Linked DNA regions of Arachis hypogaea: region 1 is linked to region 2. Evidence: chromatin contacts called from public Hi-C data. All regions are on one chromosome and are shown on one strand. The core of a region is the stretch at or near the end of the contact, and the rest is flanking DNA. Distances in the headings are between cores, read along the strand shown. Region 1 has its middle 23 kb from the start of LOC112716386. Region 2 overlaps LOC112716382.

Region 1 (3,747 bases), core at 1,141-3,640, 96 kb after region 2:
TTCAACAAACAAATGTAGCCTAAAAGAACCGTTTACTCGCGTCCTGACCTAGCTAGCGTGAAAACTGTGTTGTAACAAGTTAACACTAGTATATTGGAGTCCATAACTTATATATATTTGAATTTGTTTAACTGTAATAATATTGGTATGGTGAGTGTGTATCGCAATCTATCACATAATGTTACAGCTGTAAATTGTAGTGTGATATCGATCTATACAGTTTAAAACAAAATGCCACTATAACGAGTTGTATCAAGTTCATAATAATTTATAATGGTAGATGTTATCCATCTTAGGAAACTCAAACTCAAGTTAAAAGATAAAATTAAAAAAACACTGCAATATTTGCAATCATAACAATTGCAAGTTTGCAACTATAATTTAAAATTATTGGCCATTAAAAATAAGCATGTATAATTTATTTATGTTAATATTGAGCAAGTATAGACAACAAAATTTCAAAAATTGACTTAATACTTTTTTGTGTTCATATAATATACTACTAGTTAAAATAAAAGTAATACTAAAAAGAGAATAATTTAAAATTATTTTATTTAACTTAACACCTATAAGCTAATTAAGTTACAGTTCAAGATGGTCGTTATATATCTGAAAAATCTTTTTCATCTTGTGTGTCTTGTTTTTCCTCGCCACATGCATGCACAATAATGGAAGTAGAAGGTATATGAAATCAAACGTGGTGTTCTCATTGACATGGTCCCATGGAACGTGATCAATGTAGAGATTTATTATCAGAATATCAGTCCCACCTCAATGAAATTATTCATATCACTACCTGCATATGTGAGTCTTATTTGAGATATATATATATATATATATATATATATATATATATAATAATTTTTAAGAAAGGGATATATATAAAGGTTCCATTTGTTAATATTAATAATGTAGTGGGCAGTGGCAGAGCTTCTCGTAGAGGGTCATGTCTCCCAATTTTTTTTATAAAAGAATTATTAGTTGTTGGGTAATGTTAGGTAACTAATAATGATTTTTTTGAACAATATAAACAACAGATGTTTAATTCACTAGGTGTATGGATGGTTATTTTAATATTAAGATTTAAGTGAATAATTTAAGAATGTAATATATTTTTACTTTATTAGATCTATTATTCATATTGTCCACAAAAATCATTATCTACCTGTACTTTTTTTTAGATATTAGATATATATCAAAAGGTATAGTTAGCTCTTTTGGATTAAAATCTTACACTAACAATTTAATAACTTTGTCTTCAATTTAATAGACTTTAATTTTTATTTTTGATCAAATAAACTCTTAAATATCAATTCTAATTGACAAAAAAAAATCTAAATATTTATAGCAATCGATTAATGATTAGTCTATTTTGTCAAACAGAACTAATATTTAAAAGTTTATTTTGTTAACAACAAGAATTAAAATTCATTTTGTTAAAGTCATAATCTTTCGAGTATCAAAATAGTTATTTATTATTTTTTTTCAAATTTAACATGACTACCTAATATCATAGCAACCATGTTAACCGTATATAAAAAATTAGCTATTAAATTAGTTATTTGTATAAGAATAAATTATAATTTTTGTCTCACAATTTTTTTTTTAAAATATTCCTAACATTTAATTGCATTTAATTTTGTTCCTATATTTTTAATTTGTGTCAAAATTATTTTTGGACATTAACTTCATGTGAAATGTTAAAGACAAAATTAAAAATATTTAAAAATAATTTTGACACAAATTAAAAATATTAGAGATAAAATTAAATGAATCGAAAACGTTAAAGACAAAATTGAATAAATTTAAACATTAAAGATATTTTTTAAAAAAATTACAAACGTTAAAAATAAAAAGTATATTTTATCCTTTATATAAAATATATATTTAAATCTATATTACACCTTGAGAATTTGAGAAATAAGACATGGATTATACATACACACAGAGACATGATCACTCATTTGATAGCTAACCTAGTATTTTTGTTACACGAATTAGAACATTATAAATAATCACAATACTAGTGTAATTAACAATTAAATTAAAATGATTACATGAAAAAAATATTCGGATGAGGGTCCATCAATAATAATAACTCACAGTATAAAAATATTTATAATAATCAAATAGAAGTTTGAAAATCTTTCACAGTATCATTATTTTTTCTCCCAACATAATTTTCTTGCTTATTTTTTCTGGTGGGGTGGGCTGAATTCTTCAGAAAAGGGCTGTCTTTTCCTTTATCTGGGTCCAAAAGAATTCTTCGAAGACCAACAATTTGAAGCCCAAGATAAGTGTAAAAACACTATTTACACAACAATTTAAAGCCCAAGATAAGTGTAAAAAGCCCAAGATATATAGAAAAACACACCTGGTAATAATTTAGAAAAACAAAAGCTTTATGGGCTTAGATTATTCACTTTATATGAGCCCAATCTATTTTCTTATGCAAAGGCCTACATTCCATAATAATTTTGTTTATGAAAATTATTAATCACTAAGATAGAAAGTATGAAACAAACACCAAAGAAAAAAAAACGGATCATACATTTATAGGAGGCAAACAAAAAGGATCTGAGCGGGGCTGAAAATTTTAATTTTTTCCAGAGGGAAAAAAATTTTTGGCTAAAAAAAAATGAACGATTCCTTAGTCTATTCTTCTTAAATCAACAATTTATTAAAGTATAAGTTGTTAAAAACTCATTATACTCGATGTTATATTAAAAATAAAATTATTTAATTTGCTTCGTATGTATATATATGTATTAGAACAATTTAACTAAGTATTTTGAATAATCATAGAAAAACTGCGGCAGAAAATAAAAAGGTCACCGTAAACTTTGGTGATAGTGATGAATCAAAGTTTTGAGAAAAGTTGAAGCAGACACATAAACGCAGGGATAGCCATATTACCATCAAGGTTGTTTTCTTCTTTTTCTACAACATGACAAATTATAACAAATCAACTTGAGCTTCTTTTTCCTCTTATGTGTGACTCTTTATGCATGCACTTATTCTTATCATATCAAACATCTAATGTATGCAATAAGCTAGAGGCCTAAAAGCTATTATTTCTCTTTTTTTATTTAATTACTCTGTTAATTTTATAGTTTTATTAAATTTTTAGTTTGGTCTTTATATTATAATAGTTTGTAATTAAGATTTTATATTAAAGAAAAACTTTTATCAATATAAGAATTCAATTATAAAAATTTAAACCGTAAAGACCTAATTAAAAAATTGATAAAATTATAGAAACTAATCAAATAATTAAACAATTTTTTCAAACTTCTAATCGTATAATTTTTTGGTGATATGTATGTGGGTTAGATATGATATGATTTTTTTTGTAATTTCTTTTTGTTTTTTGGTTGGGGAACATAGATAATGACTTGTTTGATTGAAGATTTCACAGAAACTAGGAACATTTCATTTTCATATCTATGTAATGTATGTGAGGTGTACTTCCCACTTTTATCTCTTTAATTTGATGCAGCCTGTGACATGATTCCGTGTTTTTCTGTTGTCCTCAAAGCTTCAATTACCAGTATACCAAACTCCTTTCTCCTTAGCTTATTTCAAAGGGTAAATTTATATATATATATATATATATATATATATATATATATATAATTATTTGGTTTGTTACTGTAGTTGCTAAATTTATAATTAAATTTTTATACTTTTTTTTAATTATGTCTCTATACTATTTTTAATTTTTTAATTAAGTATTTTTTATGTTAA
Region 2 (3,886 bases), core at 690-3,189:
TATATTTTTTAAGTGTGTTTTGGTGCTACTACTATTGTCTAATAGCTGTTGACAATGTAGAGTTTAAAAAAATTCAGAAGGAGCAACCTTTGCAGCTCCCTCCAAAGCCTCCACAGAAAAGAACCTGGAGGGGTAGCACTCTAGCCCCATTTGCAGGCAATAACATGCTGATATTGTATAGTTGTCCGGCTCAAGACAAATCTAAAAGCAAGCACTTTGTGCAAGTGCTGCACAATGAACACCCCATTCCAATGCCTGTAAGTTTATTCCGTTCATGTGAAGATTATGTAAATTAAAATGCTAGTCTTGATTTTTTCTAGCTGTTCTTATTTGAATAGCTGACTGTGGTTCAGAAGTTCAAGTATTTTACTTTTGATAGCTTAAAATCCTATTATACTGTTATCCATCAGTAATGTGTTCTGTTTCTTCTTTCTAATGCTATTGTATACAGGGTTGTGATGGTTCTGATTTCTGTTCATTTGAGGTCTTCAAGGTATTAGCACAATCCCACTGTCCAATGTGTAAGAAGTTTGATATGCAATATTAGTTCGGAATAGTCACTCTATGGATCTGATTTTCATGATCTCTCTGTTCGCAGGAAAAAATAGTTGCACCTCATCAGAAGCATGACTATGATACAGTCTGTAATCCGAAGCAGGAGCCGTCCTCTGGCAGTATGTATCAAATGTTTCAGTGGCTTTTCTCGCTCAGCAAAGGTGATAAACAGCCCAGAGATGAATTTTAGTTTGTTTGCTAGGTAAGAAGCCTCAATTCTTAACATTTTTTTCTTTTTCTTCGTTGGCGATACCACTTCAACATATTTTCAGACTTGAGCATCGATCCGGTCTAAGCAAGAACCAATTTAGATAGATTTTGCTGCCACTGTGGGATTTGCCTTGCTATCTTAGGCTTGCTGCCTTATGCCAAGAATTGGAGTTGGATAGAACTTGAGTTTAAAATGTCAGTTTTCCCTTTTCTCCCAGTAGCAATGCTTCTATAGTTATCAGACGTAGAATTGATGTGTCATTTCATGACTCTTGAACTCTAGTTTTGTTCTTATGGAATAGTAGACACTAGACACTATGGTCTGCATTTTGGTTTTTTTATTATTATTATTTATTTATTTTTAATTATAGCTAACCATAGGATAATCCCATACCCCTACTTTTATTCTTCTTTCTTGGTCGTGGTCTCATGGACAATCCTACTCTTTAAAGGAGCTAAAATTGGAAGTTTTGTATGGAAAATAAGAATTTTAAGTTTCCAATGCGTTAGTAATTTTATTTTATCTTATTTTTTTGAAAGTCATGAGAAGGGAAGCTTTGGAATAATAGTCGAGTTTGTTTTCATGTAACTTCAAGGTCACGGGCTTTTTCATGTAAAATCAGTCACTAGTGTAATTATTAAATTAAGCTGGTTACATTATACCCCTTAGGTATGACTGTTCTTTGGAATCTGCATTAATGTTTGCATACTAGGTTGTCCCTTTTTTTTTGAAATTTATAAAAAGAGTTGTATAACTCTTAAATTACATTGTTATCAAAATTGGAATGGACTGACCGGTTCGTCCGAGAAAACCATTGATAGGTTTGGATTATCCATTAGGCCAGATATGTAATTGACCCGTTCAACTTGGTCAAAATCAAGTAAAAATTGGTCGTTTTGCATTGAAGCGACTGTGAATTGGACAACGAAATCGGTCATTGACCCGCTAGTTTACAGGTGCACTAGAGGATGCCTTGGTGGGAAATTTTTTTTTTTTTTTTGGTCGGTGGTGGGAAATTTTGAAATAACTCCAAAATTTCAATGGGTGGAATTTTTTTTTTTTTTGGGACATACACATTCACACACACATCTCCACACCCACACATACTAAATCCAGCTATTGCTGGGAGTGGGAATCGATCCTGGGTGTGGCTTAATATGAGGCAAACTGATTTGTCACTCACTGGGACTGCCTCAGCCAATAATGGGTGGAGTTTGAACCAGGCCCTTGAGGCCTTGGTGTCTTATTTATTACTCACCACCTTGCCAAGCTAGTAAATTCCACTAAAATGGGCTTTGCAAGGTGAATTAAACGGATATAGGCCAATCTTTCAGCAGTTTGCGAAAAGTAACCTTACTTGATATGAGAGACATTTCTCAAGTTGTGAGAAGTAACTCGTTACATGTGTAGTTTCCCTGAGGTTTTGGTAGGTTGCGAAAAGCAATCTTTATTTCTTGTCTTTTTCTGTATTTCGGAGGTTTCGGAAAGTGGTATGCGTTTTTGTCTACGACATGTGGCTGCTTTCTGGCTCTTCGCAAGGTGCATAAAGCAGACCAGTACATATCTTTACACATTACTCCACTCACCTATTTTGGTGAATTACACCAATTAAAAAACCATTTAAAAAACAATTTCTAGTAAAATTATAGTTGTGATGTATTCTAGTTAAATTTTAAAGTAAATTATGGTTGTTGAGGTGTGACATGTGAGAGCATCTAAGAAGCACGGACACACCAAATTACTGCCGTGTCCACGTGTCGGACACGCGGTGGACACGGACACGCGGTGGACACGCGGTGGACACGTGTCTGACACACCTGAGCACGTGTCGCAAAAAAAAATTTTTTTTTTTACTCGGACACGCCATGACACGGCACTGGACACACGAGGACACGGCACTGGACACACGAGGACCCGACACTGGACACGCCAGGACACGATTGGCATGTAAAAATTGCAGAAATTTTTTAAAAAAAAATTACCTTTAACCCAAAAAAATCTTGGACCCCATAAGTACAAGGAGTCTCTCACACATTTTAAATAACTCATAAAAAAACAACCCTCATTTTTTACACGACCCTTCACCTTCAGAGCATAGCAAAAGTCACCCTCCTCCACGCACCGTCCTCTGCACGCAAGTCCTCTGCGCGCCGGTCCTCTGAGCATAGCTTTTTTTGGATATATCATTAGAATTGATGCCCCATATTTTTTTGGAAAGGATATGGAAATAGGAAGTAGTGAAGTTCAAAAGATAGTTAAAGAATACTCCATGTGTTTTTTTTTTTTTTGAGGGGTTAGGAAGTGATTATAAGTTCAATTGTAAATTTTGACTTCATATTATATATATGATATATATTATGACTTTTGATTTTTTTTCTTAAAATTTAATATATATATGCCGTGTCCGTGTCCGGTAAAATTTTAATTTTGGTGTGTCTCCGTGTCCGTGTCCGTGTCGTGTCCCGTGTCCGTGTCCGTGTCTGTGCTTCTTAGGAGAGCATGCAGTTGATTACGTTGATACGTGGTAGTCTCACTCGGTTGGTTCAATTTTTGGTGCTGTCCAAGTGACACCAATCTGGTGAGGTGCTGAACGAATACTAAAAGCGGAGAGAAGATAGAGCACCTTTCCCCAAGTAACTAATGTAGCTGAGTTTAACCAAAACCACTCTCCTTTGTACCTCCTATGATCTTAACTGTAGCATACAACATATAGTTCTGTATTATTCATTGGTGTCAGTCAAAGCAATTTTATTGCAATCTGCAACTTCAGCAGTCTAGGTTTAGATGATGACATTATATAAGGTGTTCCTGTGAATGTGGATCTTTGATGTTGACCAAGTTTCCAGTTGCACATTTGTTCTTTATTGAGCTTGTGTATTATCAAATTAACCTCTCAAATAGTATTCAAAGGACACAATTGAACAGCTCAGGGACCTTCACACTCCATGGTGTGTGACTTAAAAAGTGGGCTGGCTATTGGGCCTCTAACTTGTAATGTCTTCCCAATTTGAAGGTGGGAAGATGTGTCGAGGATTTGCTCCGTGGGACTGCATTCACCAAACACTTTCGACGACACTTTCGATGTTGTAACTTAGGCTGCATTACAAACGCGAGACATGA

What was found. Hi-C and Micro-C count contacts between places; a contact is called where the count stands out from the background.
Region 1: a Hi-C map of leaf shows a contact between it and region 2, with 3 times the contacts expected there. The contact joins two enhancer-like sites. A contact is called at or near these places in 5 of 8 Hi-C or Micro-C datasets (leaf and an unstated tissue).

The regions. Positions count from the first base shown.
Region 1 is chr10:108,142,276-108,146,022 of arahy.Tifrunner.gnm2.J5K5, forward strand. No RefSeq gene overlaps it. Among protein-coding and RNA genes, the nearest start is that of LOC112716386, 23 kb to the right of the region's middle. Within about 2 kb of position 2,391, at least 3 of the 3 cell types and tissues checked have open chromatin away from gene starts, as enhancers often do.
Region 2 is chr10:108,047,217-108,051,102 of arahy.Tifrunner.gnm2.J5K5, forward strand. It overlaps LOC112716382, which reads left to right. Exons shown (of 13, transcript XR_011866904.1): 10 at 78-257; 11 at 452-493; 12 at 599-716; 13 at 828-1,140. Among protein-coding and RNA genes, the nearest start is that of LOC112716382, 7.4 kb to the left of the region's middle. Within about 2 kb of position 1,940, at least 3 of the 3 cell types and tissues checked have open chromatin away from gene starts, as enhancers often do.